Linked DNA regions of Mustela erminea: region 2 is linked to region 1. Evidence: chromatin contacts called from public Hi-C data. All regions are on one chromosome and are shown on one strand. The core of a region is the stretch at or near the end of the contact, and the rest is flanking DNA. Distances in the headings are between cores, read along the strand shown.

Region 1 (3,492 bases), core at 50-2,549:
CGGCCTCTCTGCGGCGGTCGGGGGGCCCTCCCTGGGCAAGGCCGCGGCACGGCCGAGACCGTGCGGCCGGCGCCCCGCGAGCAGCCCGCGCTCCTCCCGCTCGAGGCCCGGATGCGAGTCGGCCCGAAACCGATCATTTCAAACCCCAGGCCCCGGCACACGTGACCCTGCAGGCGTCGCGCGCCCCGCCCGAGGGTCAGCCCAGGGGCGGAAGGAGGGCGCGCTCGACGCTCGGGATCCGGAGAGGCGAGGCCGCGCCGCCCGCGGGACCCTCCGGCTCCGGAAGCCGCGGCCCCCGCCCCGCCCCGCGGGGAAACGACGAGGCGCCCGGTCCACGCGAGCGCCCACCCCTCCCCCCGGACCGGCAGCGCCCCAACACCCAGTGCCCTCCGACACAGGCACGTCGGCCCCGCGTCCCAGGACCTGCGACGAGCCACCGCCACCACGGCCCCGGCCCGAGCGGCTGCCCCGCCGCCGGGGGCTCCGCCCGCGGGGAACGGCCGGCCCGGAGCGCCCCCCGCGGGCAGGAACAAAGGGGGGGTGGGGGGGCCGGGCGCGCGGCCATCCTTTGTGGGAAGACGGGGAGGGGCCCGGCGGCCGGAGAAGGCGGAGGAGGGCCCGCACCCTTCCGGGCAGGAGGGCGGCGTCTCCCGGCCGCGCCCGGGCCCCCGGCGGGCGGGGGAGGCCCAGGACAGAGTCCGCGCGGCGGGAAAGACCGCGCACGCGCAAAGCCCAACGGGGGGGAGGGGGGACGCGGAGAGCTGCGCACGCAAGCGCGGAGGCTCGACGGGGAGCGGAAAGGGCCACACCGGGCGCGCGAAGGGGGTACGGGGAGCGGGAAGGCCCTCACAGGGCGCGCGTAGGCTGGCGCGTGCGCGCGGGGCACGGACGGGAAGCGGGAAGGGCCGCGCGGCCGCCGCGTGCGTTCGGGCCGAGGTACGCGGGGGCCGGAAACGGGCAGGACTCGGGCCCGGCCCACCCCCTCCCGCCCAGGGGGCGCTGCCCGCCTGGCGGCCCCCGGCAACCTCCCCTGCGGCCGCGCCCCAGGCCCAGGGAGAGGAGGAACCCCGGGGGCGCCCGAGAACCCGGGCGGAGGCGGAGCGACGCGCGGCCCGCGGCCCCGAAGATGCCCGGGCGGCGGCGAGGGGAGGGATGGAGCGCGAGGGGGCCGTCGGGGAGCGCGGAGAGACAATACTTACCCGTCCATTGCACACGGAGGAGACCCGCAGGGGACGGAGTGGAGGCGCCGGAATAGCAGGAACCGACCCAACGGCTCCGAGTTATAGACTCACAAAATGGCGGAGACGCCCGAACACGTCCCCCGCGCGCTTTGCCCATTGGCTCCCGCCACGGGGAGGGGGCGGGGCGGGCACCACGGGTCCCTGCCAGCGCCTCCCTATGGCTCGGAGGCTGTCGGGGGGGGTGGAGCCAAGAGGAATGGCAGGCGGCCATTGGGGAAGGCGGCCGTCCGTCAGGGCTCGAAGCGGAAACGACCCGTGGAGACGGGGGAGGGGAGAGAAGGCGGGATCATATCACGGAGGCTGAGCCAGTGAGTGAGCGGCTCTCCTGCGTGGGGCTTTGCGAGAGAAGCCATCTTGAGAGTGGGTACGTGGCGAGTCAGGCGGCGGGCAGCGCGCTTTCCCCCAGGCTGCCGCCATCTTGCAAATGGGCAGGGGCCGTCCACGGGGAGGGTGTGGGTTGCCATCTTGGAGTCGGGCAGGGAACCTGTGAGGCTCCATCTTGCTTTAGGGCACGTGGCTGAAAAGGCTGGTTCGCACCGAGCCCTTCCTCCTAGGTTGGCACGCGGGGAAGCGGAGGCCGCTTAGCCCGTCTCAGAGTAGCCAGGGCTCCGTCTGCGCGGCTGGTCTCCGATATCGAGAGCGTGATGTGGTGCTGGATGGCCCCCGACGGCCCTCCCGCCCTGCCCACGTTGGGGGGCTGCGCCCCGGGCGCGCAGAGCCCCGTCCCGCCGTCCTGGGCTCTGCAGGACGGGCTGCGTCTCCACTCGGCGGCCCGGGAACGTCCTGAACGTGTTCCCGAGAGCGCTGACGGCAGGGAGGGTCGTGCAGGGCCCTAGGACGGTCCGCGCGGGCCGCTGCGCGCGGACCCGGGAGACCGCCCCGAGTGGACGTCGGGCGCGGAGGCCACCGCCCCGATGCCCTTCGCTGTGCGTCCGTGCGGAGGAGGCGGTTTCCAGTCGGGGCCTGACCGGAGAGCGGGGAGGAGTGACCTTTGCTGCCCTGGGTGGGCGCCCTGCGTCGGGCGGGCTTCGCAGGAGCACCAGACCCGGCGCCACCGAGCCTCGACACACCTGCGCGGAGGCCTCCCGGCCTGTGGCCCCTGGACAGGCCGTCCAGCCCCAGAACCGCTAATCAGGACTGTCTCCGTGGCTTTAGGAGGGTCTCTGACACGCTCCCGCGGATTTGCTCCCTCCAGGTCTCCCCCTTGAGCCGCGCGGTGGGCGCCACCAGGAGTCGGCTGCTGGTCTTCCTTCCCTGGGCACTGGACAGCAGCGGGGAGCGAGGGGACATGGCAGTGTCACAGCCCGGGGGGGCGGGGGGAGCGCAGCTGGCACTGGAGAGTGTAGACCGTCAGAATGGTGTTGAAAACCACTTCCTTCACAGCCCCGGCCAGGGGTCCTGGTGCAGCGCAGGCGGCCAGCAGGCTCACACCCCCACACTGGCCGCCTGCCTGGTTCTGATCTCATTTACACAGGCCTCCTGTGTGAGGCTGACCCTTTTGGGGAGACTCTTCCCTAAAATGCTCCTCTTTCGAGCCCTTGCCCACGGCCTTTCTCTGAAGTGCCCCACGAGGTGGCGGAGGCCGTCACCTCTCATTTCCACAATGCGCTGGCACCCACTCAAATCCAGGCCAGGGTTAGGTAGCGAATCTGGCAGGGGCCAGGAGGCCACACGGGGACAGCCTGCGGCTGACATGAGGTCCTCTGTGTCTCAGGGCGCCCCGAATCTTGTTGGTGGCTGGACCCCAAGGTGAAGGGGCCAGGGCCCCTGGTGAGAGTCCATACTGATCTCCAGGGTCAGGCGATCCGCAGGCTGGAGGCCTGTGACACAGACGTACCCTCCTGACTAGACCCCCCAGCGTGTGTGGATCAGATGGACGCCCCTGACTTCAGTAGGAGCCGCCCCGCCTCCCCTCTCTCCCGCCCCAGCCCGCCAGCTGCTTCCCTCATGAATGATTCAGGGATGACTGTGGACCGGCGATAGCCCCGTGTTCGTTAGAGGGTTTGGGAAAGGGTCCTCTCCGTGGCAGAAGCAAGGGACAGAGGGGCCAGACGGGGCTGGAGACGGCCAGCATCCCGGGCCCTGGCAGGGAGACCTGCTGGGGCCCCATTCCTCTCTTCAGATCAGAAGGGGGGTGTGTGCCTTGGTGCCTCAGTTTACTCCTTTGTCAAAACAAAGAGGCAGGACCAAGCCAGGCCTCCCTGTAGGCTTTCCCCTGTGTTTCAAATGGAAATGGTTAATGTTTTCAGAA
Region 2 (3,509 bases), core at 23-2,522, 300 kb before region 1:
CATTCACTACTTACTCCGCCGGCCCTGAGTCGGCCAATCTCCGCGCGCCGAACGCCCAGTCGGCCGCGCGGGCGGGCCAATGAGAAGCGCCGTGGCGCTGCCCCACGTGGCCGCTCGGGCCCGCCCGTCGCCCCGCCCCCGGTCCGGCGGCCAAGGGGAGCTCGGCGGGGGCGGGGCTGGCGCCGCTCCGGCCCGCCCCCGCGCTCCACCCGCCCGCGCCGGGGGCCATTCATACGGCCCGCAACAAAGGGCAGGCGGCCCGAGGGGGATCGGTTGAGTGGGGGAGCGGCGGCGCGGGGTCCCGGTCCCGGACGGCGCGGCGCGGGGGCAGGCACTATCCCCGCGCCGGGAGGGGCAGGAAGCCGGGGTACCACCCCCCGCGTCTGTCCGGGAAGCCGCCGCGAGCGGAAGCGGGAGGCGATCCCTGCGCTTCGGGCCGGGGCGGCTCTCAGGAGGTTCGGCCGCAAGGCGTCCCCCATCCGTGGGGCGTGAGGTCCCGGCGAGGAGCGGGGCTGCAGGCGAGGCCTGCACCGCGGTGACGTGGGCCGGTGCCGGGAGGGCCCTCCCCCTCCCCCGCCCGCACCCTGCCGCGCCGGTACCACCTCGCGTCCCACCCCTGTCCCGCGGGCCCGGCCCGCTTCCCTAGTCGCGCCCGCCCGAGCCGTGACGTGACGCGGCGTCCCCGGCTGCGCCCGCGCGCGCCGCTTGGGGCTGCGGTGAGTCAGCAGCGCCAGCGCGCCCCCTGCCGGCCCCGTGCGGGAGCGCTGCCTGAGGTCCTGGGGAGGGGGCGAAGCAGCTGCCCCGGGGCGGGAGAGAGGCCTACGAACTGCTGGCGAGGTGGGAACCTCCGCTAGGGGTCTGGAGCCTCTAAGGCGGGAGGCCAGGCCGCACAACTGGAGAAACTGAGGCTGCACAGCAACTTGCTCAAGGTCACTCGCGGGGTAGGAAGAGTGCCCGGTAGGCGGGGCGGGGGCTGAGGTCTTGCCTGGGCGGTGCTGCTTGCGCCGAGCCCCTCCCATCCCACGACCCGAGGGGCTCGCCAGGGCTGGAGACACCCCGAGCCCTGCCTGCCCCGAAAACAAAGAAAAGTGGGGGCACCTTTAAGAGCCTAGAGTGGGGGCCCTCCTACTAGTCCGGCGAGATCCCACCCGCACTCACCGGACGCGGCCGTTCCGAGGTCTCAACAGTCCTGAGTGTACCCACGTCCGGGCACACAGCGCGGTGGCGGGGCAGGTCTGGGGCCGAGCGGGCGGCCCCCAAGCCTTTATCCGCACCGCCTTCCCTCGGGGTGGAGTTTGGGCGGGCAGGGGGCGGAGGGCCGGGCGGCCGGTGACGCAGGCGGGCCCCCGCCCCTGCCTGCCGGCCGGGGCCCTGGGGCGCCTTGGGTTCTCGGCCACCCACCCCGAAGCCTCGCCTCGTATATTGGGGGTCGCTCCATAATTGCTGCTGAACCTAAGGTCACGAACGGCAGCGTCGCTGGGTCAGATCCCCAGGACGGGATTTCGGGGTGCACAGGTTGGCTCCCGCCCCGCCCCCTTTCCTACCGCTCTAGGCCCGGTGCTTCCGCCTGGGGGCGCCCGCGTGGGGGAGCGCAAGGGGGGGGGGTGCCTGAGTCAGCGGCCACGATCCAGGAAAACAGGCTGGAGTCACCTGCCTGTTGTGGGGGTGCCCCAGCCAGCTGCCCCAGCAGCCTGGCCTCCTGCATCCCTTAACGGTGACCTCAGAAGGCATTTACGGAGCGATTAACCTGCGCCAGGCCAGCCTAGTGCAGCTAGTCACCACCCAGCGCGCCGTGACCTTTCCGAGCCCGTTCCCGCGGTTCCCCACGGCGGCGGACGGATGGGGAGAATCCAGCTCGGCTCACTCTGGGGCCCCGGCGTGGGCAGGATCGCCCCACCCACCCCACAGAGCAGTTAACCGACGGCAAACAGCCGCAGGTGGAAACGCGGCCGGTCCTCGTTCTCCCGGCATGGGCTCTGGCTCGGCAACTGAGGACGACCCTGAGTGGTGTGGGGTGCTCAGCCTTCCTGCTCCCCTGCCCCTTGTCCACTTATCTGGCTTCTCACTGTATCTGGCCTGACCACCCCCACCCCACCCTAGTCCTGGGCACCCCTCCCAGGGCTGTGTTCCTTTCCAGGTCTCCATCCTGCTCCCACCCAAAGCTCCTGCAGCCTTCAACCTGCCCCTCCCACCCTCACCAGCACCTCGGCACCCAGAGGCTCCCAGCCCCCCAGTCAGGAGACCTTTGGGAGGGGGCCACTGGGGGCTGGGACGGAGAAGTGCTGCAGCCTGGAGAGGCGGCTATGGGGCCACCGCTGAGGGCCCCGCTGCTGGAGGAACGTGGGGGGTGGCAGAGAGAGCTGTGTGCCCCTGAAGCCAAGCATTTGGTGCTGGGTCCGGGACTTACGGCCACGGCAGACAGGGCTGTGTGATCTGCGGAGGGGGTGAGACCTTGCCCTTCAGGTCACCAGGGGAGCAGCTGGTCCTCCCAGAACTGGGGCCCTGAGGGTCCATGCACATTTAGGAATGGGACAGTACTCTCAGGAAGGGACCACGGCCCCAGCCTGGCTCTACAGGTCCAACTTAACAAACACACCAAGTCAATCCACTTTCTGCCTTTTTTTTCCCGTTTAAAGCATCCCGTGCTCTAGTCAGCCCCTGGGTGTGGGCACACACACAGTCCAAGGGGACCCCCTTCCTCCAAGGAGGACAAGCCCTTGTGTGAGCCTGCTCTCGAGGGAAGGGTAGTGACCTCCGGTTCCTGGTCGTATGACCCACTCCACCCTGGGTGTCTCCAGTCCAGGACAAGGCTCCGGGCAACTTAGGCTGTCCCTGCAGACCCACATCAGGTGTGGGCATCCCTAACACCCCAAGGCTCCCATCTCCCTCAGGAGGCCTGCTCTGTGCTGAGGAATCTTACTATGTTCAGAGCTGTCCCTGGCCAGAGGCTGAACCCTCTCAGGAACAGGGGTATGACTAGAAGGACCGCTGGGGTGGGTGCCCGTCCAGCAGCTTGACTCAAAGTGCTGCCTTACCTGTCCGTGGTGTTCTAGTTCCCAAAGCGTGACCATGAACCCCAAAACCCAGAACAGGGAGGAGTGGGCCTGCTCCTATGAGCCCATGGCTGTCACAACACTCTTTGGCCTGGGGAGAGCCAGCTGCTTGGCCTACCAGCCTGAGTAGGGGGACCCAGGGAGAAAGACCCCATGGCTGTGAGCTCACGACGAGGCTTCCACAAGCAAGGCTCCCGCCACAGAGCACCAGTGAAGCCAGGGGACAGTCACTTGCACGGGACCATGACACACAAATTCTCAGTCCATCTGTGCTGACAACATGCCTGGGGGTTGGGGGTGGCCTCCCTGTCACCTCCAGGCTGCCAGTGACACACGGGAAGGCCCAGGCTCTCCTGCACACTCACCACCCTGGAACCCCCTGTCAGTCCTGCTCAGGCCCAGGGCTCAGGCAGGGGGGTGAGGAGACCCCTCCCCCAAAGTCTCCTGCCGGCCACC

The links. Hi-C and Micro-C count contacts between places; a contact is called where the count stands out from the background.
Region 2: a contact with region 1 is called in a Hi-C map of skeletal muscle, with 12 times the contacts expected there. The contact joins the promoter of MIDN here to the promoter of PTBP1 in region 1. A contact is called at or near these places in 2 of 3 Hi-C or Micro-C datasets (skeletal muscle and spleen).

What each region holds. Positions count from the first base shown.
Region 1 is chr1:364,475-367,966 of mMusErm1.Pri, reverse strand. It overlaps PTBP1 (polypyrimidine tract-binding protein 1), which reads right to left and starts at 1,299. Exons shown (of 14, transcript XM_032304381.1): 1 at 1,200-1,299. The coding sequence starts at 1,207. It also overlaps the pseudogene LOC116568751.
Region 2 is chr1:664,439-667,947 of mMusErm1.Pri, reverse strand. It overlaps MIDN (midnolin), which reads right to left and starts at 1,272. Exons shown (of 10, transcript XM_032304928.1): 1 at 1,159-1,272.